Linked DNA regions of Anser cygnoides: region 1 is linked to region 2. The links are chromatin contacts, called in public Hi-C maps. All regions are on one chromosome and are shown on one strand. The core of a region is the stretch at or near the end of the contact, and the rest is flanking DNA. Distances in the headings are between cores, read along the strand shown. Region 1 holds the start of CTDSPL (CTD small phosphatase like). Region 2 holds the start of GARS1 (glycyl-tRNA synthetase 1).

Evidence for each region. Hi-C and Micro-C count contacts between places; a contact is called where the count stands out from the background.
Region 1: a contact with region 2 is called in a Hi-C map of liver, with 2.4 times the contacts expected there. The contact joins the promoter of CTDSPL here to the promoter of GARS1 in region 2. A contact is called at or near these places in 4 of 7 Hi-C or Micro-C datasets (granulosa cells and liver).

Annotation. Positions count from the first base shown.
Region 1 is chr2:5,263,461-5,268,766 of Taihu_goose_T2T_genome, reverse strand. CTDSPL (CTD small phosphatase like) reads right to left here and starts at 2,088. Exons shown (of 7, transcript XM_048062258.2): 1 at 1,912-2,088. The coding sequence starts at 1,987. It overlaps LOC106036870 (a long non-coding RNA gene), which reads left to right and starts at 2,580. Exons shown (of 4, transcript XR_007162747.2): 1 at 2,580-5,306.
Region 2 is chr2:5,132,922-5,137,962 of Taihu_goose_T2T_genome, reverse strand. GARS1 (glycyl-tRNA synthetase 1) reads left to right here and starts at 3,113. Exons shown (of 17, transcript XM_066991401.1): 1 at 3,113-3,342. The coding sequence starts at 3,133.

The DNA.
Region 1 (5,306 bases), core at 839-3,338, 130 kb before region 2:
CGAGTCCCATCGCACAGCACGTACTACCACGCTGCGAAGCAGTAAAATCAATCCAAAACAAAAAAAAAAAAACAGCAAAAAATAATCTACCTCCTGTGTCGAGCTCGTGCTGAAGTTGGCTCTGGTCTGTGAAAGTCCAGCCACCCTTCTCCCTCTCCCCCCAGCCCACCCTCGCCCGCACGCAGCCTGCAAGGCCCCTGCTATGCAATTAAGCCCATCGTGATTTTCTGCTCCAGACAAGCCACCAGCAAGAACACAATGCGTATTATGCAAGTTACTGCATAGTTATGCAAGTTAGATGCATATTTTCGCTACGCAGCGCAGCTCGCTGTACTGAGGGCTCTGAAGACACTTGTTTGATGGGGATGCTTACTCTTATTTTCAGCTGTCAATTTTTCCCCCCCGATTTCTCTCAACTGGCTTTTTTTTTTTATATTCAGACTCCAACCAGCTGCCAGCACTGTTAATGAAGCCCCTCCAGCACTTGCAATAACACAGGCCGTTCAGACCACGGCACCATCTGAGCACCGTGTCACATCAATCTGCTCCAAAATGGGTCTGGGGAGATGTCGCACGCACAGCACCAGCCCTGCACCGCTGCGGGTACCCCACGCTCAGCACCACCGAAAGGAGAAAACGTCGTAAGTCTCCAGGGACAAGCAAGGCCTCGGAGTGGAAGTATCACTTCTCAAGTGCTAGGAGTCTAAAAGGGAGCTATGCGAGCGCTCCTGTACCAAAGCAAACGATATTTTTTTGGTAGAACGCCCCTCTCAAGTCCCTAACGGCGCAATTTGAAAAATACTAATAAATCTGTCTCCATCCTCCTGCAGTTACCGTGCACGAGGTGAGAGGACCGTGACTTTATGCGAGCCTTTCGTCGCAAGTAACCGGGAGCAACTTCTCCAGCCACCCCTCACCACTTCTGTGATAAACCACACAGAAATGGAAGCGCTCTGGGTATCAAGAGCCCAGATTTTAGGGGGAAACCTATCATTCCTAGCAGGCCACTTGGAGGTCTACGACCATGCCTCCCAGACAACACCGCCACACGCTTTGCTTGCGCACACGAGCAATTTCTGCCCTTTCCCCCCCACTTATCAACACTGCCTGCAACAAAGCACAAGCCTGACGCCCAGAACACTTCCCAAACCCAGCACCCCATCCCCAACGACCCCAACCACGCCACTTCCACGGCACCTTCATCCCGCCAGCACCGCGGGGCGCGATCCGCCAGGACGCGGCTGCTCAGTCCGAGACCCCTCCGAGCTTCCAAAAGGAAATGAGGTTAAGGGCGCCCGTCGACGTCTAGACTTTGGAGGAGAAGCAGCTCCCTCGGCCAAGCTGGATTCATCTTATTTTGGAGCGAAAGGCAGCCCGAGCGCGACGCTTTACGCAAGCAACAACTGTTTATCTGCCCAGCAGCTCCGACCGCCAGCTCTCAGCAGCAGCCCACATTTCTCTCGGCGGCGCGCAAGTAGCTTTAGGAAAAAAAACCCTACAGATTCTCGAACGTGAGACGGCGAGAAATAAAGGAAAGGAGGATAGAAATCCCCCTTTTTTTTTTGGTGTTGTTTTTTTATTTTTCTTCCCCGTTCTTTTGAGGAAAAAGAAGCGCTGAGGTTTCAAAGCCTTCCAGCAAGCCCAGCGCAGGTATCCTTCCTTCCTTCCCGAGCGGGGTGCGCGCTGCACTGACAGCCAGCCGAAGTTGCATCGCCGACCCTCGCGAAAGGAGAGCGCTTAATGAAATCAACCCACTAATTAGCCCCCCTGTTCCCCCCCCCCCCCCCCAATTCCCGAGCCCCTGGCAGAGCCCTGTGCTGGCATACCTCGCCCTGAGCTCCGGGCAGGGGGGGGGGGAAGGGGTCGGTGGGGGATCCCAGGGGTCGCCCGGCGCAGATTTCGGTGGCTCACCTTTATCCTGAGCGCAGGACAGGATCTCCTCCTCTTTGGGGTTAGTCACCTGGGTGATAATGGACGGGTTGTCCATGGAAACAGAGGGAGATTTCACCCGGCTATTTCCCTCCCGGAGGCAGAAGCTGGCGTTGCGAGGTGGGGGGGGAGTGCGGGGGGGGGGGGGGGGTTGTTTGTTTGTTTAAAAATCAATATGCAGATTTCAAAAAAAAAAAAAAAAGAAAGAAAAAAAACCACTCCAGGAACGAAGCCAGGCGGGGGGAGGGGGGGGGGGGGGGGGGGGGGCACCGCGTATGGGGCCCCTCCGGCCCTACTGCTGCTGCCTCCTCCTCCTCCTCCTCTTCCTCCCTCCTCCTCCTCCTCCAGGCGCCAATTCCCCACGGAGGAGGAAGGCCGGGGGGGGGCGTGAGACCAACCCCCCCCCCCAAAAAACGAAACACCCCAAACCCTGCCTCCCGCCGAGCGCTGCCGCCGCGCAGCCACACGCAGCCGCCTTCCTCCTCCTCCTCCTCCTCCTCTTCCTCCTCCTCGTCGGGAAGTGCCCCGGCCCCTCGGCGAACTCCCCCCCCCCCCCCCGCCGGCCCTTCCTCACACCGCCCCCCGCATCCACCTGAGCTTCCCCCCCCTCCCCGGCTCCCGGGCCGCCTACATGCCCCCGCCCCGCTTATCTCATCCCGCCTTCCTCCTCCTCCTCCTCCTCCTCCTCCTCCCTCCCCGCGGGCTCTCTCTCCCTGCTCCCCCCCCCCTCCTCCTCCTCCTTCTTCTTCCTCTTCCTCCTCCCGCCGGGCGAGGAGCCGCGGCCGCCGCTTCGCCGAGCGAGGATGAGGAGGGCAGCGCCGAGGGGAGGAAGGCAGGGCAGGGGAAGGGAAGGGAAGGGAAAGGAAGGGAAGGGAACGGCCCCGCCCCGCCCCGCCCCCGCGCCGCGGGGCGCTCCAAGATGGAGGCGGGCGGCGGGCAGCGCCCGGGCCCCGCTGCGCGGTAAACAAGGGGGCGGGGCTACGGGGAGGGGGCGGGGCTTGCCCGAGAGGGGGCGGGGCTTCGCGCCCAAATGGCTTCGCGGGAGGGGGCGTGGCTAAAGGGCGGGGGCGTGGCCGCGGGGCGGAGGCCGGCGGGCGGAGGCCCTGAGGGGGGCCCCGAGGCTGGGAGGCGCCGGGGAGGCGCTGGGGCCGGGGCCGGCCGCCGTCGGGGCCCCGCCGCCATTTCCTCCCTCAGCGCGGCTGGGCGGGCGGGGGTCGCCTCGGAGGGCGGTGTGAGGCGTGCCCGCAGGTGGCCGTGGAGCGATCCTCAGCCGCACGGCTGTTTTCGTATCGGGGGCGCCCCTGGCAGCTTCTCGCAGTGAAAATACGTATTTTTTTAGTGTCTTGAAAGCCTGCCTGTCTAGGAATTCCCGCTTCAGTGCAGCAGGGTGAGGGATGCCACGCACAAACCCTGCTTCCCCTGTCCTCCCGAGTGCCTGCTGCTAGGGGCTGAGGCACGGTGCTGGGCAGGGGAAGCCATCCACAGAACTGGCTCTTGCGTGGGGCCGTCAGAGTAAATAAAAATAAAGAAAACCTTTAGAAAACAGTATTGGTGGTAATAAGTAAGGAATTGCAGCCATGTTGCTTTCCCAGAAAAATTAAAACACGTATTTCCAATGTATATACAAGTCTATTGCAGCCTCGCAATAAAAAGGACAGATATTTTAAATTCCATTAACTAATTGGGGAAAATCCTTTTGTAACAGCCACAGACCCAGGCAATGTGAGTTTTTGCAGCAGTGGTTACGACAATCTCTTTTGCTCTGAGATGAGAAAACCACAGCCTGCGGTTCTGCACACACATATATACGTCTATAATGTAGATAGCTCTGAACAGTTTTAATGAATAGGGTCAAAAATGAGGCAATTCAACTGCCCGGCCAGGATGCAGAGATGATCATTGTGTTTATTTCTAGCAAGAGCATCCAGTTGCTGTCATTGCAGTGGTCTACCGTAAAGGGAGGCAACAGGCCTGGCCTCGAGGAATTTTTAATCTGCAGCAGTACCCCATTTAGTTTCTGAGGAAAAGTACTTAAAACTCAGGGGCCTTGTTTCGCTCCCAGTGAGTATATTCCTACAGTCAACATGTTCAAATACCTCGCTGCGAGTCTTCAAATCGCTGCATTTGTTTAATGCAGAAAAGGGTTGTTCAAAATCTAGCTGTGTTTTCTCTCACAAAGCTAACACTCCCTAGGCAGCAGTACATGCAGAGATACCAGTATTGCAGGTTTCTGGGACTTGTATTTTAGGTTTGCCCGTCCTCGTCTTATGACAAACACTTGCACAGGGAATGAGTGCAATGCCACTGCTTGCATTGCTTCCAATTGTGCAAGTTTCAACCTGTTGTTTAGCTTCGGCTTCTCCAGACAAGAGTCTTGCAGTTGCAAACAGTCCCTTACAGGTTAGATCGGCAGGAGCAGGAGCTAGTATATGTTGGCCGATGGAATTGGTCCTGTTACCTGCAAAGCTTGAGAGCTCCTGCTCCTAAGCCATTAGGAGCTTTATCGCAGCACTGCCTGTGTTGTAATCCAGCAAGCGCTTGATCTTTACCCGCCCAGACACTGGAGGCATTTTTAATTATCCAATGGTTAATTTACATAGGAGCTTTTGCTGAAACAATAAATTCATACCTCTGTTATTATTTGGTATGAGTTTCTGTATCAACATTTATATTTGGATAAACCAAAGTAGCTTCCTACTAGCATTAAGACAAAGGGGCTGATTCAGAGCAAGTTTCAGAGTCATCCAGCACTAAAAACATATTCCATTTCTGTGCAGGGAAAGGGCAATTATAATGTAGAGTAGGAGAACATGTGCTCTAATGCTTCTTTTCTATGCAGGGATGAGGAGATACAAACATCTTGTCTGATGAAAAGCACGTTTTGCAAGGCTTGACAAATACGATTCTCACCCTGAGCCAATGTTTTATGTATGCTTTAAATGTTGGTAAGATTGTTTTTACAATTTACATTGTAAAACTCCTGACAAACAGCTACCTGCTTCCTCATCTTTATTAAGGAATTTGGTATGTACTTCACTTTGGGGGGCAGCTGCCGTTTATGGAGGCAATTAATGTGGAAATAGGGTGAGAGACCATGGCAGGAGGAGACATCTCTCCCTGCAATTGCGCCTTTGCTGTTGTCACAGCCTCCTTCTCCCTCCAGTTTAGTGTGGAGAGCAGAAGAGCAGGATGCCAGTGGCTCGCTGGGTGTTGTTGGAAGTCCATGCTCTTGGGGGGCTGTAGGAAGCAGAATGGGAGCTCAGGGAGCTCAGCTGTACTTGCACTGGCAGCACTGCTGTTGCATATGAAACGGGTCCTGTCCCCTAACCAGCGTTGTTCACCCCCATCTCCTGCCTCCCATTCTTGTGCCAGTTACA
Region 2 (5,041 bases), core at 1,864-4,363:
AGGAAAAGGAAAAGGAAAAGGAAAAGGAAAAGGAAAAGGAAAAGGAAAAGGAAAAGGAAAAGGAAAAGGAAAAGGAAAAGGAAAAGGAAAAGGAAAAGGAAAAGGAAAAGGAAAAAGAAAAGAAAAAGAAAAGGAAAAGGAAAAGAAAAAGAAAAAGAGAAAGAAAAAGAGAAAGAGAAAAGAGAAAGAAAAAGAAAAAGAAAAAGAGAAAGAAAAAGAAAAAGAAAAAGAAAAAGAAAAAGAAAAAGAAAAAGAAAAAGAAAAAGAAAAAGAAAAAGAAAAAGAAAAAGAAAAAGAAAAAGAAAAAGAAAAAGAAAAAGAAAAAGAAAAAGAAAAAGAAAAAGAAAAAGAAAAAGAAAAAGAAAAAAAAAGAAAAAAAGAAAAAGAAAGAGAGGAAAAGTCCCCGAGGAGCCGGGTGGGGGCGGATTTGGGGGCTCGGGGGCCCCTTGGCGGAGCCGGGGGTGGCGGCGGGGAGGCCGCGAGGGGCCGCTGCCATCTAGCGGCACCCGCCCGGCGCTGCCTCTGGGGCGTTATTTATTATTTTTTTCCCCCGTTTTTCGCCCCAAAAGGAACCCCCGCCCCCTCCACCTCCCCGACCCGGTGCTTCCAGGGCTTCCCGGGGAGTCGCGGTCCCTCTGCAGCCCCCAGGGATGGGGACCCCCAGGAAGGGCACCCCAAAACCAGGGGCTGGGGGGGCTCGGCTGCTCTCTGCGCCCCCTGCCCCAGGGGTGCTGTGTGCAGCTCTGCGTGGCAGCACGCTGAGGAGCTTCGTGCGCTGCCCCACGATTTTGCAGCCCCATATGTTTGCAACCCCAATGCATTCGCAGCCCTGTGCCCTTGCACCCCATGTGTCTGCACCCCATGTTTTTAGCCCCATACATTTGCAGCCCCATATGTTTGCAGCCCCATATTTTTGCAGCCCCATATGTCTGCAGCCCCATACGTTTGCAGCCCCATACGTCTGCAGCCCCATACATCTGCAGCCCCATACATCTGCAGCCCGGTTTCCCCACAAAACGCCGCCCGGTTCCCTCGGGGTGCTCTCCCCGTAGCCCCACGCCAAGCCGGCAGCCCCGCGCCAGAGCCGCTTCCGAGGAGGTGCGGCAGCGAGACGAAAACAGCAATTTGCAGCCAGGCAAAAATACCAATTAACGCCGGCAACAGGAACGCGTCACGCAGCACCGGCAGATAAATAAATACCCGGGCACGTTCGGTAGGAGGTCGGGGCTGCAAACGGGGGCGAGGAGCAGCCAGAACCCCCCTTATCACCCCAAAATCACTGCTGGGACGAGCACGGGGCTGGGGCACCTGGTCGATCGTTGTTTTATTATTATTATTTTAATTTTTAGTTTTTAATTTTTGCTCTCATTGGGGCAGAGCCGCCAGCCCCGGGGCCCTGCACGGTTCAGGGGCGGCCGGGGATCAGGGAAAAGCAAACCGCGGCCTGGTCCAAAACCTACAAAGCTTTCACAGCAAAAACACCGCAGCAGGCTGGAAAACCAACACAGCCCCCCCCAGGGCGGCCCACAGCGCTCCGGCCAGGGGCTGCCCCGTGCTGCTGCGGCGCTGGGGGTGCAAGAACCCCATTTTGGGGGTGCAGGAACCCTGCTTTGGGGTGCTAGGGGCCTGCTTTGGGGGTGCAGGAAACCCGCTTTGTGGGTGCAAGAGCCCTGCTTTGGGGGTCCAGGAACCCTGTTTCGGGGGTTCAGGAGACCTGCTCTGGGGGAGCAGGAGCCCCGCTTTAAGGGGTGCAAGAGTCCTGCTTTGGGGTTGCAAGAACCCTGCTTTCGAGGGTGGAAGACCCTGCTTTGGGGATGTAAGAGCCCTGATTTAGGGGTACAAGAGCCCTGGTTTTGGTGTGCAAGAGCCCTGCTTTAGGGGTGCAACAGCCTTGCTTTTAGGGTGTAACAGTCCTGTTTTGGGGTTGTGAGACCCCTGCTTTGGGGAGTGCAAAAGCCCTGTTTGGGGGGAGTACAGAAACTACACTTTGGGGGTGCAGAAGCCCTGCTTTGGGGGTGCAAGAGCCTTACTTTGTGGGTACGGGAATCCCACTTCAGGGGTGCAGGAACCCTGCTTTGGGGGTTGAAGAGTGCTGCTTTAGGGGTGCAGGAGCCCTGCTTTGGAGGTTGAAGAGCCCTGCTTTTGCGGTGCTAGAGCTCCGCTTTGGGGACACAAGATGCCAGCTTTAGGGGGTGCAAAACCCCTTCTTTGGGGGTGCAAGAGCCCTGCTTTAGGGGTGCAAGGACCCCACTTTAGGGGTCGAAGAGCCCTGCTTTAGGGGTGCAGGGGCACCGCTTTGGGGGTGCCAGAGCCCTGCTTTAGGGGTTGAAGAGTCCTGCTTTAGGGAACAAGATCCCTGCTTCGGGGACACAGGAAACCAGCTTTAGGGGGTGCAAAACCCCGTCTTTGGGGGTGAAAGAGCTCTGTTTTACGGGTGCAGTGGCCCCACTTTACGGTTCGAAGAGCCCTGCTTTAGGGGTGCAGGGGCACTTGTTTAGGGGTGCAAGAGCCCTGCTTTAGGGGGTGCAGGGGCCCCACTTTAGGGGTCGAAGAGCCCTGCTTCAGGGGTGCAAGAACCCCACCTTGGGGGTACAGTAACCCCACTTTGGGGTGCAGGAACCCCGTTTTAGGGTGCAAGCACCCCACTTTGGGAGTACAGGAACCCCACTGTAAGGGTGCAGGACCCCCACTTTGGGGTGCAAGAACCCCGTTTTGGGGTGCAGGAACCCCACTTTGGGGGGCAAGAACCCCACTTTGGGGTGCAAGAACCCCGTTTTGGGGTGCAGGAACCCCACTTTAGGGGTGCAGTAACCCCACTTTGGGGTGCCAGCGCCTCACCCGAGGGGAGCAGGAGCCCCCCACAGCCCTCGGGGCTCCCCTCAGCGCCCCGCGCATGCGCCGCCCTCCCCTTCTCCCAGGCGGCGCCTCCCCTCTCCCTCCCCGCGTGTCGAATCTGCGGCGCCGGCGCCGGAAAGAAAAAAAAATAAAAATAAAAATAAAAAAAAACCACGAAAGTGCTGCGGCGGGGCGGGCGCCACCTTTACCCGGGCGGGATTTCATCAGGCGGGGGCGGGGCTCGCTCCCCCCCCCCCCCCCCCCCGTTGCCCCCCCCCCCCCCCCCCCCCCCCGCCCATGCCGCGGCCGCCCCTGAGCGCCGTGCCCGCGCTGCGCCGCCTCGTCCCGCTCTGGGCTCCGCCGGTACCGGCACCGGGCCGGCCACCGGGACCGGCATCGGGGCTGGGACGGGCTCACACACCGGGAAAGGCACCGGCAGCCGCCCTCATGGACGGCCCGGCAGCCGAGGGGGTGCTGGCGCCGCTGCGGCAGGCGGTGCGGCATCAGGTAATGGGGGGTTTGGGGGGGTTGTGGGGTTTGGGGGGCTGGGGGGAATTGGGGGGGTCATGGGGGTATTGGGGGGGAGTGGGGATGGGGGGGTATGGGGGGGATACGGGGGTATGGGGGGGAGTGGGGGAGGCAGAGGGATATGGGGGGGAAACGGGGATTTGGGGGGGACTGAGGGGATATTGGGATTTGGGGGGGAAAGGGGGGTATAAGGGGATTTGGGGGGGTTATGGGGATGGGGGGGTGTGAGGGGGATACGGGGATTTAGAGGGGAATAGGGGGGAATGGGGATACGGGGGAGAGTGGGGGGATGCGGGGAGGGAGGGGACTGGGGGGGCTTTGGGGGGAATGAGGGGGAATGGGGAGGCTGGGGGGGACACGGGGTTTAGGGGAGACTGGGGGGACACGGGGATATGGGGGGATAGGGGGCGTAGGGGGACACGGGGGTATGGGGGAGACTGGGGACACACGTGGGGGTGTGAGGATATGGGGGCGACACAGGCGGGGGGCTGTGGGGATATGGGGGGGACATGGGGATGAGGGAGGATGGGGGGATATAGGGATACGGGTGGGATATGGGAGGACAGGGAGGACACGTGGATATGGGGATATATTTGGAGGTACGGGGGTGCACACGGGGCTGAGGAGGGGGTCCTGGTTTCAGGTGGTACCTGACGTGCCCCTCACCTCACTGAGGGGGGATCCCTGCTGTCCCAGGGGGTCCTGCATAGGGTCGGGGCTGTGTGACAGACCGACATCCCCCTCTCCGTGGCCCAGCAGTGGCCCCCTGGGTCCCTTCTGCCCCAACTGGGTGTGGGGTCCCCCTGTGCAGCAACCAAAGCCTTTCCCCACAGCCCCACAGGGCCCTGCCCGCCCCCATCCCACGGTTCAGGATTTGGGGTGGCTGCAGTGCCCTGCACACCTCCCCCACGAGCCCGCAGCGAGGGCTCCCCGTGGGTCTGTCCCGAAACCCCCTCGGTTTGGGGTCTCTGGGGGTTCCCCGTGTGTCGCCCACTGGATCCGGGTGGCAGCCTACGTGGGCTTTCCTCCCCGCGTCTGGAGCCAGGGCCTCCCCCTGCCATGCTTTTAGGGCCCCCCTTGCCATGCTTTAGGGCCCCGTGGCTGGCTCTCGGTGCTGTCTTCAGAAAGCAGCCTGCAGAGGTTTCCTCATCCAGCAGGGTCATGTGATGACTTCCCTTTAGAAATGACTTCGTGCTGGGTTTTGGGGGGTGATTTACCTTTTTTTAATAATTGCGTATTTGCCCGATGCAGTGAGGAATACTAATTTCTTTACGCTTTGGTCGTTCGATCATCCTTAAACATCGTAAAGGTGGCTGTGCCCTGGAAGCTGGGGCTGCACACCTTTCTCCTTCCATCTCCTTGGCACGTGAGGCTATTATCTTGAGCTTCCTTCTGCCCTGAGAAGGATTTGCTCGTCCTTTTATTTCGTAAGTGACCCTCGATCTCGGTACCCGTGCTGCGTGTCCCTGGGATTTCCCCGTACCTCCACGTGTGGGTTCCCCACCGGGCTCCTTCGGGTGGCCGAACCCGTAGTCTTCTGCTCGGCTGCACGCCCGGCTACGTGTGTGTCCCATGTGCTGGTGGATTTGTGCGTGTTTCCCCATTAAACGAGTGGATTTACGGCCCTCTAATTACACCGGCGCTTCGGTGAGGTTTTAGTATGAATCATTGTGCAGCA